Regions from separate parts of the Mus musculus genome. Here region 2 is linked to region 1. Evidence: chromatin contacts called from public ChIA-PET data. All regions are on one chromosome and are shown on one strand. Each heading gives the region's core, a stretch centred on a gene start, on an enhancer-like site or on the middle of the called end of the contact. The rest is flanking DNA. Distances are from core to core; before and after follow the strand shown. Region 1 holds the start of 1810030O07Rik (RIKEN cDNA 1810030O07 gene). Region 2 holds the start of Ddx3x (DEAD box helicase 3, X-linked).

Region 1 (2,688 bases), core at 91-2,590:
GGAAAACAGGGCTGTTCCCTACTCCCAGGCCCCCCTTTCAGTTGTTCTTGATACAAAGTTCATACTTACAGAAAATGTTTTAGTCAGAAAAAGGAAAGTCCTAATGTAGACTTCATTCAGAGGTGGGTTTTTTTTGGAATTTTTGATTTGATTTGATTTGATTTGATTTGATGGGAATAGGGTATTTCCCATCATTTGCTTTGAATGGGTCTAATGTTGAGGTTAGTAAGACAAAATTGGTATATACTTTATTAAAGTATTACAGAGCCTGCCTACACTGACTGTACTTTGAGTCTTCAGATCATCACATCTGGTCTCTATTTTTTATAAATTGTCCCCACTTCCAACTGGCCAGTGGTTTGATAAAATGTCCAATAATGTAAACAGTGGATGAAAGAGCATATTTGCGTCAATATAAAATAAGTTAGCATTTACTCAAAGCTTAATGTGTGCCAGGCATCATTGTAAGTGTTCCCATCTGTATAAATGCTCCTCACCACACTGTGAGGTAAGTATTAATAACCTCCTCTTACAGATGATAAACCGAGTTACAAAGAAGGAAATAACGTCTTAATAATATTAAAATTAGGATCAGCCAAGATCAAAACACAAAAAATTGAGAGTTTGAGCCCAGAGCTAGTGGTCCTTACCATTGCCTGTGCAAGGCTTCTCTGTTTACAGTGTTCCTTCCGACTCTTTTGATTCCATACCACTTCAATATGTTTGCCAAGGTCAAAAAACCTCACTCAAAGCATCTAAAACATGTTTTCTCACTTGATGTTGACAATCTAATGCATTCTGGTCTGTGTAGCATATGGCTTCCCTGTGCAGCTGAAATAACCCTTTTCTGAGCTGTCCAAATCCAGGAAGTACATTATCCCTTTTGCTTCTTCCTGCCAGGTACTCTAGTTAAGGAGTTTCTGGTCCTAGTGTCACTTTAACATATGTACTGGGGAGCATGGCACACAATACAATAGGCCCCCTGCTTCAGGTGAGGGTAAGCATGTTATTGATACCCCGAATTTGCTGTTCAGTGGGTTTAGGGATGAGTTAATTTTGTAGAATTGCACAATGCAAGGAACATGTCATTCGAGAAACACACCTTGAGCATTCCTCTTTACAATAAAAAGGTCAGCACATCAGGAGGGGATCAGGTTGGTTAGAGGGTTGGCAGGGTATTCAGGAATAAAAATTAAAGCTTTAAAAGGATTAGTCTAAATGTTCCATGTCCACAAACCAAAGCGGTTCCTTTAAGCGGGGGTGGAGCTGCCACTTCCTGGAGCGGAAACAGTGGCCAGCCTCTAGCCTCTGAAGTGTACACCGCACAGTGACGCTAAACGTCTGGACGTTTTGGGGGTTGGGCTACGCCTGCGCTGCGTGGGAGCATCCCAGGGTGCTGCGCGTGCTTACCGCCGGCCCCGCCTTCAGGAGTAAGACATGGTGGTGTCGGAGCTGGCAGCCCGCCTCAATTGCGCCGAGTACAAAAACTGGGTGAAAGCAGGACACTGCCTGCTGCTGCTGCGCAGCTGCCTGCAAGGTTTCATAGACCGTGAAGTGCTCTCCTTTCACCGTGGACTGCTGGCTGCAGTCCCTGGCCTTGGACCCCATGCTACCTGCCGCGGCGGTTCCCGGTGCAGCCCGCGCGCTCGCCAGGTGAGCTGCTGACCCCGAACTCGGGCGCGTCTCCACAGCTTGTCCCCCTATTCCGTATGCTTGCAGTCTTTTTCCTTCCCGGGGCGGGACTGCTTCCTACTTCCGGGGTGTTCCTGTTTTGCTGCCCCGCCCACCCCAGTCCCTCCTCACCTCTGCCCTCTGTAGTTTCAGCCTCAGTGTCAGGTATGCGCAGAGTGGAAACACGAGATCTTGAGGCATCACATCAACAGAAATGGAGACGTGCACTGGGGAAATTGCAAGCCAGGCCTCTGGCCCAAAGACCCTTGGGAGGTAGCCAAGGTAAGTACTTGTAGCCTGGAGGAAAGCATATGAAGTTGCTCCTGGTGCCCCAGGGTGGAGGGTGGGTTTTGAGTGCAAGCTGGGACTTCAGAAAGTACAGAAATACTAGAAGATAGGTTGGTTCTCTGGGGTCTAGTGGCGTAGTGGTGAGGGGATACTAGAGTGGACCCATCTAAGCTCAGTAAAATAAACGCCTCTGTTTCTTCGCTTCCTGCAGGCACTTGAGTTTTATTGTAAGACGCTGTCTTAAAATAAGGGGAAAAACAATACAGGCTGAGAGACATGGAAGAACAGTTAAGGTTTACTTTACAGCAGACTTTAAAAAAAGGCTTACTTTTGCTGTGGCGTGCGTGCCAAGAGGATGCTTAGCTAAGGTATACATTTTTAGAAGGTAGAAATATTAGTTATGAGGTAGGGGTTGTTAGGCCTGTGTTTAGATTTTGTCACTGTGACTTAATGCCTAGTCTGATTGGGAATTTGCTTGGATTTCTTGATGTTGCCTGGAAGCTGTGTAGTGAGTGGAGGGAGGTGTCAGAAGTAGCTTCCAAATGCAAATTGACAAATTGCTTTACTATTATCTTGGTTTGTGCTAGCTAGTTTTCCGTCAGTTTGACACACCTGGCTTAAAACCACCTGGGAAGGAGGGAATCCAAATAAAGAAGACGCCGCCACAAGATCAGCTTGGAAGGGAACCCACTGCTGTCACTTCATTCTTGACTGAGCCTTAATGCCTCT
Region 2 (2,688 bases), core at 114-2,613, 610 kb before region 1:
TAGTATAAGTATCATTTAGAATGGAAAATGTTACCAGTGTCCCTTAAGTTACAATGTGTCACAACATGGAAGATTTACTGTAGCAGGTCATAGGTCAGGCAGAAGGCACCAGACCCTCATCTCCTTGGCCTCTAAATCTAGAAATGGAGTCTCGATTAAGTAATCAGAAACCAGGCCTGACCAATCTCCCAATTTTACTTCGATGGCAGCAACAAGTTATCTGTTGCCATATTCTGGGCATTTTGCCTCTAGAGGATCCCAGAGTGGGCCATCACTCGCAAGGCGCGTGGTCCTCCCTTGCGCCCAGGTAAAGGGCGGGCGTGCCCGGCTCGGGCCGCGCGGTCGTTTCCTGGAGCCTAAGGCTGAGCAAGGGCCGCGCCGGGTGGCTCGCGTCACCGCCAAGCCCGGCGCAAGTGCGCACGCAGCGGCCCTGGCCTCCCTCCCCCTCCTCCCCCCGCCCAATCCGCCCTGAAATTTCTGCGTCACAAAACTTTCCACTCGGGAACCGCGGCCTCCCCTGCCGCGACGCACCGGGCCGGCGGGGCCGAAGCAACCCAGCTGGCTTGCAGGCGAACCCGCTGGCGGGCAGACCCGGGGGGATGGGGATGGGGGTGGGGGGGCGACCGCGCAGCACCGCCGGCCTGCGCCACACAAAGGAGGCCGCCGCCATTAGCCCGCGCAGAGGCCAGCCCCCCTCCCGCGGCGCCCCCTCCCACATTCCAGCGCCGCGGGGCCACTCGGCCAGCCCGCGCGCCGCCGCCAGCTCCCTAATTTCCAAACCACAGCCACTGGGGCCATGGAAGCCCAAAGCCCCGGAAATCCGGGGCCAAAACCATCCACCCGGGCCCCGCCACGCCACGCGGGGCAATCTCCCCCCCCCGACCGCCCCGATCCCCACCTGCGGGTCACTAATCAACCAGGGGACGCGCGTGCGCCCGAATGCGCGCGCCCCCTCCCCCTCCGCTCGCCTGCGCACAGACACAAAAGCCGCCATTGTGCTCGGGCCAGGGACAATACCGCGCACCGAGCCGAGCCGGAGGAATCACCGGCTCTAGCACTCCCCCCGCAAGCATCCAGTCCCTCCAGAGCCCCTAGCCACTGGCCACCCGCCGGCCCGAGCCGTCCAGGGAGACGGGAAGGCAAAAAGCAGAACTTAAAGAGCTGCGCCACAAGGCAGGCTAGGGCAGGGGGCAAAGTGATGCAGCGACCCCCGCGGCTCAGGCTCACCTGCTGGTCCAGCCCGAGCGCATTTTCCACTGCCACATGACTCATCCCTGAAGAGTACCGAGAAATCGGAGTCTTCCGCTGCTGAGCAAAGGCTGCCTCTACCGCAAAGGCCCTCTCACGGGAGAACTGCGGCTTTGAAGCGCACCGCGCGGCCACCGACCTTATATACCGACTCGGAGGACTGCTACGTCAGCACGTAAGACGTGTGCCCTCCTCTCCCGGGCGGCCGGCCACTGCCGTTAGGAGCTCTGCCTGCTTACGGTGCGTTGCTCGGCTGAGTCCCGTGAGATTTCCTAATCAGTCCAGTTACCCGCGTCCTCGTCGGCTCATAAAGAAGCCTTGGGTATATGTGGTTCTGGTTCTCCTGGGTTTGCTATCCCCTGGTCTCCACCGGTCCCCTAATCTTACTGTTTTCTCGAGATCTCGCGAGAAATGATTGCTGACCGTCCTCTAGCCTTAAGGCCCTAAGCTTTAAACTAGGTTGATTGGCTGCTCCTCCCCTGTGTACCCAGTTTTCGTCCTTCTTTCTAGCACTCGTCCCTTCCTCTCCGTCCCCGGGCGTGGAGATGATGCAGTGGGCTTTGTCTGGCCTAACTAATGAGCCCTGGCTCTGCGTGGAGGGCAGTGGGATCACGTGACCGTGGGTGTCCAGCAAGGTGGCCATCTTGTGAAGAAGGGAAACTCGCTTGACTAGTGCTGGGAATGGGAGGGAGGGACGGGAAAACTGCGGGAGGGCGGGGAGGAGAAAGGGGGAAGGGAACTAGAAATGAGAAGCAGAAAGGTGGAAGGCTGCATGGTGACCCGAGTCCATCTGAGCAGGGACTGTAGGGGATGTGCGGGTTGCTGTAGGCTTCAGATCGCCGTTGCCTATAGATAGCATCACTCCCACAGCCCCACTCTGAAGGAACAATAAAACTATCTCACGCGAATCTAGAGCCGGCAATCCAGGACCCTCCCGGGACCCGGAGCCTCTCTCGTTTGTGAAAGAGTCACTTATTGTAGGCCCCTGTGTCCTTCCGCGTGGCATTCCTGGCACCAGCCTGTGGCTGTTGGCACAGTAAGGGACCCCAGGGAGGCGAGAATGTGTGACTGGACACAACCTGTGTCTCCCTGACCGAGATAACTTGCCTCAGGCCTCTCTCTCCACTAGACAGAATATGGAGGAAAAAGGGGTCTGTCATCAAACGGGCCGATTCTGGTGGACCCCGCTTCTAGGCGGACCACCCCCCAAGACTCAGCTTCAAAAACACATACCCTTAAACAACAAAACCAAAAGAATATATTGAGCCCTCAGCTTTTAGGCAATGGCAGCACACAAGTTACCTAAAAGATACTCCTTTCTGACCCTCAGTTTCACAAATAAAACACAGGACTCAGCACCCCCCCCACCTCAACCCCAAACCCAACCCCCCCACCAGGGGCCTTCTGCTGCCAGAATTCAAACAATTACTTCTCATCACA

Evidence for each region. ChIA-PET counts read pairs in DNA pulled down with a chosen protein or histone mark.
Region 2: an RNA polymerase II ChIA-PET map of memory CD8 T cells shows a contact between it and region 1, with 40 read pairs. The contact joins the promoter of Ddx3x here to the promoter of 1810030O07Rik in region 1. A contact is called at or near these places in 10 of 39 promoter capture datasets (the 3T3-L1 cell line, 3T3-L1-derived adipocytes, the C10 cell line and 6 more), 3 of 484 Hi-C or Micro-C datasets (CD8 T cells and embryonic stem cells) and 3 of 115 datasets of contacts at active chromatin or transcription factors (cardiomyocytes, memory CD8 T cells and microglia).

What each region holds. Positions count from the first base shown.
Region 1 is chrX:12,672,291-12,674,978 of GRCm38.p6, reverse strand. 1810030O07Rik (RIKEN cDNA 1810030O07 gene) reads left to right here and starts at 1,340. Exons shown (of 7, transcript NM_175141.6): 1 at 1,340-1,653; 2 at 1,819-1,953. The coding sequence starts at 1,438.
Region 2 is chrX:13,279,697-13,282,384 of GRCm38.p6, reverse strand. Ddx3x (DEAD box helicase 3, X-linked) reads right to left here and starts at 1,363. Exons shown (of 17, transcript NM_010028.3): 1 at 1,228-1,363. The coding sequence starts at 1,272.